Linked DNA regions of Sus scrofa: region 2 is linked to region 1. The links are chromatin contacts, called in public Hi-C maps. All regions are on one chromosome and are shown on one strand. The core of a region is the stretch at or near the end of the contact, and the rest is flanking DNA. Distances in the headings are between cores, read along the strand shown. Region 1 overlaps TET3 (methylcytosine dioxygenase TET3). Region 2 has its middle 16 kb from the start of ACTG2.

Region 1 (6,819 bases), core at 3,457-5,956:
ACTAAGCTATGGTTTCAGCTGGTCCATTTCTGACCCCACTACCCTAATGTGCAATGGCCAGATCCCCGAAACACTAACTTATGGAAGCAAGGTTGACATGTCAATTTTTCTTTCAAAGTCTCTTGACGTCCACTGAGCTGGTGGTGAAAGCAGATGGAAAGAGCTAAGCCTGGTTGGGGGCAAGTGGCATGGCCGGCCACGTGCAAGTTAATAACCCCAAACACAAGATCGAAAGCATTCGCTGTATTAAAGAAACAAACAAACAAACAAACAAAAGAAACCTTCCAGTGCTGGTTTTCCCACTCAATGTTATGGTTTTTGGCAATTCAGTCAAAGTCTGTTACTTCCAAGAATATTGTGAATATCAAATAACAATGATTCCTCTTAGTTTTCAGGACCTAGTACTGTACCTGGAACAAGGGAAATGCTCAGTAAATGTGGAAAGACAAAGGGAGGGAGAAACGAAGGTGAAGTGGATGGGGGTAGAGTCAGCTCTGGAGAGCATGATCATCTGTATTCTGTCTCAGCCAGCCATCCCCTATCCGCCCAAAAGCTTCCTAAACTAACCCATACGATTCCTCCTCGGAAGCTCCAGACAGGCTGGGAACAAGGGGGAGTCCTCAGCTGACTGCCAGATGTACAAGAGGAAACTAGGCCAAAAGCCCAAGAGGTCAGAGTGGGAAAGACCAGAGACCCAAAAGCTGAGCCAAACCAAGGCCCCTCCCCACACTCCCTACCCCCCCTCCCGGCCAGCCAAACCATTTGCTCCAGCCTCTGGGGCATGGGAGGGGACTTGGCAAGACCACAAAGACCATTTCTAGCAGAAAAGTCTATCTGCAGCTGGAGGGAGCCTGGTACCTGGGCCTCTCCTCAGCTAGCTCCAGCGAAGGGGCTACGGAGCCACCACAGCCCCCCTGTGGGCAGGCTCCAGGATCTGCACCATCTCGGGCTGGAAGCCTCTCTTTTGGGCTCACTCACCTAACTGCCCTGCAAAGTCTTCTCCCTCTCCCAAGACATTTGAAAATGGCTAGGGTCACCGGGAGGTGGAGCTGGGCTCTGGCACTCTAACCATAATAGTACATGTCATGCATGGGGAAACCCTCTCTCTCCATCCTCAATCTCAACTCTAAATCCACTTGGTTGGTTCCTTTCCCATTTTACCCTGACGTGCTCACTTGCTTCTACAAAACCCCAAGTTCACTACTGCTTATAATGTACCCCAGGGAGAAAAGGCTTCCCCCTGGCCTCTCACCAAGGGCTAGAGAGTGGGAAGAGCAGGCCAGAAGGAACTAGTAGGAGTGACCCACAGTGTGCAGAAGGTTGAGGATCACAGGTCCTTGACAAAGGACTATGTCTGCAATGGTCTGAAGGCAAGACAGAAGGCAGAGATCCTGAGCAGAGGCCCCAAATAGCTTCCAGACATCCTCAGCCAGTGGAGGCTTCCCCTGGGGCAGAGCGTGGGAGCAGCATGGGAGTCCGAGAGAGAGCGGGGCCGCCTGGTGTTCTCGGCACTGGGCACTCACTCCCGTCCAGGCTGCCAAGAAGGAGGTGCCACGGCACGTTCCTTAGGATATCACGGGTAGACATGTAATGTGCCAGATGGTAAAATGACCACCTGCGTTCAAACGCCACTCCACGCCTGTGCCAGGCACTACACACACTCCACCACAGGGATGGTTTGGAAACCCTGGCAGGACTCAGCACACAGGAGATGAGCACATTCCCAGTGGCTGCTGGACACCCTTCACTCAGGGAGCTTAGCCATCCTTTGATCCTGTCCTCATCCCTGGGAACAGCGACTGGGAGAGCCCCTTGTCCTGTGTCCCGGAGCCCTTTCCTGATCTGAACGAGCTCACACACCACACACATCTTCCTACACCACCACCTCCTCATGGAAGAGGATGGGAGAAAACTGCTCTTCTGGGCTCTGTGGGACACCACACTCCACTGGCCACCTAAGAAAATGACGGGAGGAAGGTGGCACCAGGAACAGGGGCTGCAGGTCCCAGTACTTGCTGGCAATGCCCAAGCTGGGCCAAGAGGAAGTTATGATTTTCCGACAGACAGCTCAGCAATAAAAACAAGCACAGGCACAACCTCAGAGCTTTAAAAACGCCGCCAGCTCAGCCCTCCGCCCCCCTCAAGGAGGCAGGAGGAGGAAGACATGTTTGAAGGGCATCCTCTGGTTTTTCAGGCAGCCCCGCTCCATACCCACAACACGACGATGGGTGGATATTAGGCTGGGAGCTGCCAGCGGGAGGGCAGGGCCAGCAGAATGCAGGCCGGGAGGAACGGAGAACACACTTGGAGAGAGCTGAAGAGAAGCCATCGCTAGGCAGGAGGGGGTGCTTTCCGGAGTAAACAAACCTGCCAGCAGTCCTTCCTCCCAGCAGAGAGGGAAGCTCTGGCTGACCAGGCCGGAGACACGGAGGAGGGAGGGAGCTGCCCTCTCCCTGAGCCCATCTGTCCTCAACTCCTTGTCCTGCTTTCCCCACGGTGGGGGGCAGATCAGGTGCGCTCCATGATCTCCGGGTCCGCAGCCCTCAACGGCACACAGGTGATCACAGCTCCCCCCTGTCAGTGGTGGGAGGCCAGAAGAGGAAGTGGAGGTGGAACCTGGGGATTCTGCTCTGGAGAAAGGGCGTGGAGTGAGCTCATAGCTCTCTCCCCACCCACGGCATCGCCAGTATCAACCGCCCTCTGCCTGCCTCAGGGGCCTCCCACAGTCTCGTCCCAGGTGGTCGCCCACTACTTCCAGACTCACCGAGGCGTCGCCCAGTTCAGGGGAGCTGGTGGCACCTGGCTCTTCTTCTCCTTCCCCCAGAAGCAAAAGCCTTGCCCTCCCCCAAGCACTTCCTTGCCTGAAGTTTCTTGGGAGGAGGCCAGGGAACCACCCTGGCTCCTGATCCACCCCGCAACCTCACACAGGAGCCCCCACCCCCTGAGGGGAAGCAGGGCCCCTCCCTGCCAGCGTCCCCGCCCAGGCAGTGAGGGTGGCACTTCCAGCACCCACAGTTTTCCCAGGAAGCCAGAGGAGGATTTCCAGGGAGAAAATCTAAGAGCATCTGGGGACATGAGCAGCTCGCCCACCTGCTACCTCAGCAACCAGATTCCCTCAGCTCCTCACAGGCTCCGGAAGCTGAAGGGGAAGACAGAGCTGAGGCAGCGGTAGGAATGGGCTCCCCCTCCTAGGAGAAGTCCCATCCAGTCCTGCCCTGCCCACCTGTCCCTACACTCCTTCCCCAGCCTCTCCGATCTTGAGAGGCAGTTACACGGAGCTGCCTCTTGCTCTGTTTTCTCCACCCTGGGCCAGCAGAGGATACTGCTGAGTAATCCCAAACTCACAGAGGATCCCCAGCCCTGAAAACAGAGCAATGCCCAAGAAAACCTACTGATCCTAGTCCTTGCCAACCTGGGAAAAACATCTGTGTTTCCTTGCAATGGCTTCTATTCCACAGACTCTGCCCTGCCCCAAATACCCCAGCCCTGTGGCCCTGGGACAACCACACGGAGAAGCTCAGTGCCCCTTTCTCCACTTTCCACGCACCTGGTAGGTGACATGCCCTTCCCAGGCCCCCAGACACCAGGCTGCACAGAGTAACAGCAGCCACCCGCCTGCAGGATTCCCAGTCATGATGTTGCATCAGCCCCCACCCTACCCAAAATATCCTCACCCCCACCACCTCCTCTCCAGCCATCTCCATGGTGACAGCAGCATGACTAATGACACCCTATCAGCTTCAGACTCAGGAGCGCAATTCCCCCTCTCCCTTATCCCCCCAACCCCCCCGGGGATTTCTGCAGATTGGATGCAAACCAACAGTGCCAGGGACATTCTCGAGAGATTTCCAGAGGCAAGGGTGGGGAGTGGGTTGCATGTCTTAAAAAAAAAAAAAAAAACCAGTTCAACAAACCCAGTCCCAACTGCACCCAAACCATCCAGCTGAGAAAGCAAAAAGAATCCAAACAAAACCCACACAGGCCTGAGAATTCATTGGCCGCCCACACCCCCGCCGCCCCTCCCCCTCAGCTGCTGCTACACACACAGTGGGAGATTAAGGGATCACCAGAGGAGACCCTTTATTTTTATCCAATCCAGTCAAACACTTCACCCCTACCACACACACACACACACACACACACACACACACACACACACACACAAGGTACCTTGACAGCTGCCCCTTGTCCCCACGGCCCGGCTCCTTCAGCAGCCTTTATTTCCACCTGCAAAAGAAGCCGGAGAGACTGATGAGCCAGGCTGACACCAGGAAAGCAGCAAAGTCCTTCTGCTGCACCCCCAGCGGCGCTGCAGGGGAAGCGGGAGAAGGGGAGGCAGGGGGCCTCGGAAAGAAAGGATAGCAGGGACCATCTTCCTGCCTCCAGCTGCCACCCAGACGCGCGGTGGATGGGCTCATTCGCCTTCCAGAGTGTTTTTGTTTTCATTTCTCCTTTTTCCATCCTCCCAAGATCCAGGAGGACTCTGCCCCTCCTCCTGCGTCCGGTCTGGCCTCGTCCCTCCCCGCCCTGCCCGCTCTACCTCGGCCGGCCTCCTCTGGTGCATCGGCCGGCGGGCCTCCCATTATCCCCGCCGGAGCGCACGGAGGGAGGCACTGCAGAGGCGGCGGCGGCCAGCTGCCGGCTTGGCTCCCCTCCCCGCCGCCGGCGAGGCTGGTGTGGAGGGGGCGGCGCGCTCGCCAGCCAATCCCTGCGGCCGGCCGAGCGGGGGCAGGGCCGCCGGGGGCTGGACCTGCCCAGTTGGGAGGCGGGGGCACCGCCAAGGGTGCCGCGGAGCCGTGCTGGCTGCGGCCCAGGCCCGCCACTCCCGGCAGGCAGGGGATCCCGGGACACCCCCGCCTCCTCCCGAGAGTCGGGGCCGAAGGTACTACCCAGAGGCATCCTCTGCATCTAGCGGGTCAAAGACAGACTGCGCCTGGGGTAGAGCTGATGTTGGCGGGATTCCCCGCCTCGGGCCACTCTCTAACCCTAGGACACCAGCAAACTGCCTCATCCTAGCAGCAACTAGGACAGTGCCAGGCGCTATGATAAGAGCAACGGCCCCTGCAATCTTCCAAGAAAGAAAAAAAAAAAAAAAAAAAAAGGCTTGGCAATATGAACCTTCACCCCGTTTTGCACATAAGGAAACAGGCAAGATAAGTGAAGTAACTTACCCAAGGTGACACAGCTAGAGCAGGGCAGCACGAGGACTTCAGCCAGGTCTGACTGGCTCTCAAGACCAGACTCTTAACCATTATGCAGTCCTACTCCGCCCCCCCTCTGACAGATTTCTTCCTGAAGCCCACACTGCCTGTGGCTCAAAGCCTCACCAAGTCAGAGGTGCCCTCCCTTGCACACAAACACCCACATGGCATCTTAGGATCACTCATCCCCGGTGCCTGAACAGACGCCACCCCCTCCATACAGCCTCACCACCACACTCAGTGTCTCCTCCTCTTTTAGAAAGGCCACGTGAGGTGATGCCCCCAGATCTCAGGGCTTCCCATTCCCTGGAGAGGCTGAGGAGGGGAGGCAGCGCCAGACCTCCAGTTCCCAGACTCTGAGCCTCTGGAGGCTGCAAGCCCCAGGAGACAGAAGGAGAAAGAACGGAAAAGGGAGGGGAAAGCCCTGCAATTCCTAGGCACCCCAGGGCACATCCTGCCTCACTCCATCCCCTCCCCATAGCTGAACGCCCCAGAGCCTCCGCCTTCCAGGAACGGGCCTTCCATGGGCTCTGGTACTCACACATCTGGTTCAGGTCCTGGTTCTCCTATCTAGCTGCAGGACCCGGGCAGTGGCACCTCGCTTCTTAGCCTACTTTTGTTCATCTGCAAAAGAGAACTACAAAAGCAGCTACCTCATCCACAGTTGTGAGGACTCCTAAAAAAATGAAACACAGTGCCCGCCAGTGTAGGCACTGCTAGTTACCACTCTTAACTACTGAGAGAGCTCACTGTGTGACTGTGTGCTACTTCTCATACTAGAGAAGAACTAGTTAGGATATGAAAGAGTTCATTTCAGTGACGCACTCTGCTACCAGCTTCACCGCACCTGCCCAATAACTCCCCCTCCCTGAAGCCCAAGGGGTACTCAGAATGGGGTGAGATGCCTTAGGAAAGACATCAAAGCTGGCCTCTGGTGAGGGGATTCCAGGAGGCACCAGGGCCCACACCTGCCCCACCCTGGGGACAAAGGGCAGCCCTACTTGGCGCCTCCCTAGGGCAGGGAGGAAGGCAGGTGACAGGGCAGGGCAAGGAGCATTGTCCTCAGCCACAGGCTTCTGTTCCCCTTAGCTCTGACCTTAGCCAGGCCAAGTGAAGTGCCTCCTTCATCTTGGACCCCCAAATCCCTGCCTCACCCACCCACCCCACACCAGTCTGCCACTGGATAAGAGCAACTAACGCTGCATGGATAGCAACAATCAATACTGTTGCTGCTGCGGCTGCCACAGTTTATCAAGCCCCTGCTACGTCCCAGGCACTGTGCCAACCATGCTGTGGGAGCATCTCATCCGACTTACTCCACACACAACCTTATGGGAAAACAGGCTTAGAGATGTTAAGTTACTTGCTCATCAACTCACAGCTGGTAAGTGGGGAGGTAGAATTCCAATGCGGGCCTTTCTCATTCCAGTTCTCTGGCCCTTCTCTCCTAGAGAACCCCAGGGAAATGCAAAGAAGGATGGTGTCCCTTGAACCAGACCACTTCCCTTTAAGCTGTGGCTCTGAGAATAGTAATATGTTCATGCTTCAGAGACTCGGCCATGCTGCTCCTTGCCTAGGTGCCCCCGCCTCTCCCCCACTCTGCAAGCTAATACAGTGC
Region 2 (5,930 bases), core at 2,803-5,302, 130 kb after region 1:
TCTGAACGATGGACTCCAATCTCCAGTTTTATTTATTAATTGCATCTATTATTTATTATTTTATTCCTTGGACTTGGTTCTGTTTAGATAGAGCCAGAGTCTCGTTTATTCTTCTTGAATAAGGTCAACTTGTGCCTCCCCTAACACACATTAAAAGTCTATTTTTTTAAAATTGGTTATTCTACCTAAGTTCTATGCCAGCTCCTTAACACTTCATGCAAATCCAGGATTCTCAGATCAGCATTTGACACAAGGATAAGATGGTCTTTAAATTCCACCACATGAGTTCCCGTCATGGCTCAGTGGAAACGAATCTGACTAGTATCTATGAGGACACAGGTTTGATCCCTAGCCTCTCTCAGCAGGTTAAGGATCCAGCGTTGCTGTGAGCTGTGGTGTAGGCCGGCGGCTACAGCTCCGGTTCGACCCCTAGCCTGGGACCCTCCATATGCCAAGGTTTTGGCTCTAAAACAAACAAACAAACAAATGAAAAATTCCACCACAAGTCACTGCTATAAGGTTTGCCTACAGTGGAAAGAATAATATCATATTGTCTGCAATTTTTTTTTTTTTTGGTCTTTTTGCCATTTCTTGCGCCGCTCCCTCAGCATATGGAGGTTCCCAGGCTAGGGGTCTAATCGGAGCTGTAGCTGCCAGCCACAGACACAGCAACTCGGGATCCGAGCCGCGTCTGCAACCTACACTACAGCTCACGGCAACGCAGGATCGTTAACCCACTCAGCAAGGGCAGGGATCGAACCTGCAACCTCATGGTTCCTAGTCTGATTCGTTAACCACTGCGCCACGACGGGAACTCCTGTCTGCAAATTTTATTGACCTCTCCTCAGTCTGGCCCATGGACAAATTGATTCGGCACTGCTACTCTACCTCATGGGCTAGAATAGGGAGAACAACTTTCCTGAGGGCTGATCCAGACTGAGCTCTGACAGCAGTACTTTTCCACTCATTAAAAAAAAAAAATCTGATACTATCTTTGGATGAGTTCATCGCATAGCCGCTTGCTATTTTTTTTTTTAAATGTAGGAATTCTCTTCTACTCCACTGATATGGCTTTATTTTCCTGGACAAAAAAATGGTCTCTATATACAACAGACCCTATTAGCTAATTATGAAGAGAGAAGGGCTACAGATCAAAATCTCCAACATTAAAGTTATTACCTAAGTAGGTAGTTCCATGTTATCCCCAAGTTCATAAGTGAGGAGACAACCCCACTGTCCAAAATTTGATTCCCCAAATTTGCTGTACAGAAACACTTTGTCGTGGTTACTGCAAGTCCCTTTTCTGCTGTAAAGTGGGAATCGGTGTACCAAGTGGGCCACGGGCTCTCTTACTCCACCTTGGTGAGCTGCGTTAAAACGAAACAAAAACCCTTTGAAAGTCGAGAGCCTCAGATCTTACTTAGCCACCAATTAAGAATGGCAGCTAAACCCCAGGTCCTTGCCAAAGATTATAATTCCAAGTTCGCTGTCACTAAATATTTATTAAAACGGCACCAAAGAGAAAACTGGAGTTGTTTAAAATCCATGCAGTCCATCTGCATTCTCAGATATGACAAAATACGTCCCTAGGTTAAACCAGATTCACAGACAGCTGGGTATCTGAGCTGAACTATGCTGCCTAGCTCCACCCCACCCCCTTTCCAGTAGAATTACTACATATTGTGCTTCAGTGAGATGCGATCTTTTATATGGAAAAGCATAACCCTCTATGTGCTGTTTGGGTTTATTACACAAATGTTTATAATATCCACAACATCACACATCATGTGCCCTAGTTGTGGGGGGATGGTAAGTGGTCATGGTTTACTGTTTCGCTCTATAACTGGATCTGCTTTGCTGTATCCTTGTAGTCTATATTCCTTTGTCCCTACATTCAATTAACTTTCTCTTGGTAATATTTTACATATCCTGGAAAACCTTCCTACTAGGTATCCAGAGTCTAGCATGGGGCTTGGCACTTAGTAGCCACATAGTAAATATTTGTTGAAATAATTAAAAGTGAAATACAAAAAATTATAGAGTATAAATTAAGTACTAAAAGTGGAGTATAAATAAAGATGAAAACATTCACTTCTCCCTAACTTGGGTTCCCTCAGTATTCACTCATGGAGTTGGTGTTCATCCTGTGTACACTCATCAGTTATGAAGAAATTGCTCCTGTGCTCTTTCATGGGACTATAGTTTCTTTTTTCTTTTTATGGCCATATTTGTGGCATATGGAAGTTTCTGGGGCTAGGAGTCAAATTGGAGCTGTAGGTGCAGGCCTGTGCCACAGCCACAGCAACACTGGATCCAAGCTACATCCATGACTTACACCACAGCTTGCAGCAATCCCAGATCCTTAACCCACTGAGTGAGGCTAGGGATCAAACCCCTATCCTTACAAAGACTAAGTAGAGTTTTTAACCGCTGAACCACAATGGGAACTCCAAGTTGCTTTATATTACTCCATCATTTTCTCCCTGAAGACAGAGTTTACTTCCTCTGTATGTATTTTGAAGAATACGCTGCACAAGCAGGTGCTTAATAAATCCAAGTTAAATAAATGACCATGGCCTGGATGTGTGACCCACCTTTGGGGGAGTGAAAGTGTTACTACCCAACAGTCCACCTGCTATTATCTAAAGCCAATAGCATTGGTGTTTCCATTTATGTGTTATTAGCTTGCTTACTTTGGGTCACTGGCCACAGTGATGATGGCAGGCCCTACCTTTTTCTTCCAGGCACTTATTGTAGACATCTATTGCTTTTGCCTGCCCAGCATCCATTCTTCCCTTAATGCCATCATTTTTCTTTGCAGAATGAATGTTCCCTCACTCCCAGTGCATGTAGTTCAGATGGGGTATAGACACATAACCTAGGACGGGAAATCAGAGTTTTCCATCCCCTTGGCCACAGTGGTTGGCCCAAAGACGAAGGCATGACAAAGCCATGACCAAAGTCATGACCCAACGACTCAATGACAGGACTTGTTGGAACTCCTGGACCCAGAATTTCTCTTTTTCCTGCTGGACTTACCAAGACAGTAGGATATAAACCCAAAACTGTCAAAGCTACCATATTGGAAAAACCTAATTAAATGAAAAACCTAATTAAATGAGTACATAAGAGCCAAGAGAACAACACAGAATAAGTCTTGATGACCATAGGTATGGGATTCGGCTGTGTCTAAACACCAGTTTGAATTCAGTTTTCTGTCATTGCAATGAAAATAATTCAAACCAACACTGGGTTTTGTTCCCATTATATGGTCTCTTCCTAGGCCAAGGCCAAGGGCCATATCAAAGACCTGGTGCTTATAGAGTAACACTGGGACTGGGGACTAAAATACTTGTGTGAACTTACCCTGAGTCCACCATGGTTCAATTAAAAATAATTTAAAACTCCTATGCCATGGAAATGTATAGAATACCAAGCTGGGTGAAAGAAGTTCTAGACACAGATGTTTAAGCAGGGGGCAGGGATGTGAAGAACTGTTCAAGGAGGCAAAGGGATCAATGCTATAGATGGCGTCAACCATATCTTGATGGAATCGTGGTCTGGTATGACACTATTGGGTTTTTTTAAAAGGCAAAGGGAGATGAAGCGAGGAGACCAAGGGGTAGGGAAGCTAACTCTAGGCAATGACTGAGGAATATTAAGAACAGGCTTACTTCCTTTAGTCTAAGTTGATGGTTGCACTTTCTTCACCCATCAATAACCCATTACTGTTTGTCCAACACAAGTAGCATACTATATTTTCACTCAGGCCCAGGAAAATAATGGAAATAACCCCGGGCCACTGTAGGAGTTCTTTTTTGGAGGAGGCTGAGGTGGGCAAAAGAAATCCTTCACTAGGAACTGAGCACAGAGGAGATTTGCTAAGAAGCCCAGATGGATGCACAGGAGTTCTTCAGGCCATAGCCCAAAAGTCTCTCTTCTTTCGGTCAATTCTTTCTCGGCTTTCCACCCTCCAGGTTTTGTCCAAAGATCTCTGCTGGCCTTTGCAGCAAGGTTTATGTTGAATGGGTTCCAGTGGTGAGGTCACCCTCATGGAAGGTTTCCATATATGACATGCCTCTGCTGCTGTGCCCAAGAGCATTCCTAAGGCCCTTTCACTGATGCTGTCCAAGAATAAGGTCTTGGCTGGATTCCCACACTGAAGGGGCAGTAGAGCTTTGGTTTCTGAAAATAGTAGGCATTGTCCTGTCTCTCCAATTACAAAAGCAATACATGTTCTCTGTAGAATATTTGGAAAATTGAAAAAAAGCATAGAGGGGGGAAAAAGAAAGCCTTCATGCCATAATTCTATCACCTACAGAAAACCAATATTAACATTTTGGTGTATTTCTTTCTCATAGTTTTAATGAATACATATATCTATATATATTTTAAGAAGGCAGTATTGCATTGTGGTTGCGTGTGGGTTTGGAAGTCTGACACCACTCATTTGGAGTTCTGTGGCCTTCAGCAACTTCAGAAAAGAACTCCCACAGTGGCCCAGGATTATTTTTGTCTTTTTCCTGGGTCTGAGTGAGAATGTAGTATGTTTCCTGTGTTGAACAAATAGTAGTGGGTTATTAGTGGGTGAAAGAAGTGGAAATATCACCTAGACTAAAGGAAGTAAGACTATTCTTAGACACTCCTCTGTCACTCCCTGTAGTTAGCTTCCTTTTCTCCAGGGAGTCCTCTCTTCACCTCAGTTTGCCTTTAAAAAGCCAATAGCATCATATTGAAGCACAATTCTGTCAAGATAGGGTCCATGCCATCTACAGCATTGTCTTACCCCCTTGAACAGTAAAGTTTGCTAATTCTTCATCTAGTCCTCCACCAGTACACTAATAATTTATCATGTTACCCAATAACAAAATTTCCCCCAATAGTCTTCATCTTTCCATTTTTAAAAATGGTTATTCCACTTACTGAAGAATCATTTTTTGATGATTTTTAAGTTAAAAAAATGAAATTTTTGTAGACTTGTATTTAAATTTATGGGTTATTTAAAGAGGAATTAACATCTTTAAAGCATTGAGACTATTCCTCATGGAATATGGAACGTCCATCTTTCCATTTATTTTTTCCATATCCCTCTGCACAGCTTCGTGTTCTTTACATAAGTCCTGCATGTTTCCTATTAATTGTGTTCCACGATATTTTATCGTTTTTGGTTGCTAGGGTGAAAGAGAAATCATTTTCACCCGGCCACAACTAGCTATTGACTGTACTAGAAAGCTACTTTAGAAGTTTTATATATATCTTTTAATGGACAACTTTGCAGCTATTTCTTATTAGGCCTGTTTTTTGCTTGTTTGTTTGTTTGGTTTTTTTTTTTTTTTTTTTTTTTTTGGCTACCCCACGGCACATGGAATTCCCAGGCCAGGGATCAGATCTGAGCCACAGTTGCAACCTACGTTGTAGCCAGATCCTTTAATCCACAGGTTCAATCTGCCAGGCTGGAGATTGAACCTGTGTCCTGGTGCTGCAGAGACCTCCTATTGTACCACAGCCGGAATTCTAGGGGAGTTTTAAAAATAAAGGAGTTCCTGTCATGGCACATCAGAAATGAATCCAACTAGGAATGCTGAGGTTTGGGTTCCATCCCTGGCCTCGATCAGTGGGTTAAGGATCCGGTGTTGTGGTGAGCTGTGATGTAGGTCGCAGACATGGCTCAGATCCCGAGTTGCTGTGGCTGTGGTGTAGACTGGCAGCTGTAGCTCTGATTAGACTCCTAGCCTGGGAACCTCCATATGCTGTGGGTGTGGGCCTAAAAAGCCAAAAAAAAAAAAAAAAAAGAATAAATGCTACTTCTCATCTTCAAAAACTTATTATCTACTGAGTCTTGAGCCTTTTTTTTTTTAATCTATATTAGTGGATTTCTTTTATGGGGCCAACATTACCTTCTCAATAAATTTATCAAATGCATCATGGGC

What was found. A called contact is a pair of places that touch in the nucleus more often than the background predicts.
Region 2: a Hi-C map of embryonic fibroblasts shows a contact between it and region 1, with 2.7 times the contacts expected there. A contact is called at or near these places in 1 of 47 Hi-C or Micro-C datasets (embryonic fibroblasts) and 1 of 2 datasets of targeted methods (alveolar macrophages).

Annotation. Positions count from the first base shown.
Region 1 is chr3:69,000,260-69,007,078 of Sscrofa11.1, forward strand. It overlaps TET3 (methylcytosine dioxygenase TET3), which reads right to left. Exons shown (of 12, transcript XM_021087365.1): 2 at 4,171-4,227. Among named protein-coding and RNA genes, the nearest start is that of TET3, 17 kb to the right of the region's middle.
Region 2 is chr3:69,134,304-69,140,233 of Sscrofa11.1, forward strand. No RefSeq gene overlaps it. Among named protein-coding and RNA genes, the nearest start is that of ACTG2, 16 kb to the left of the region's middle.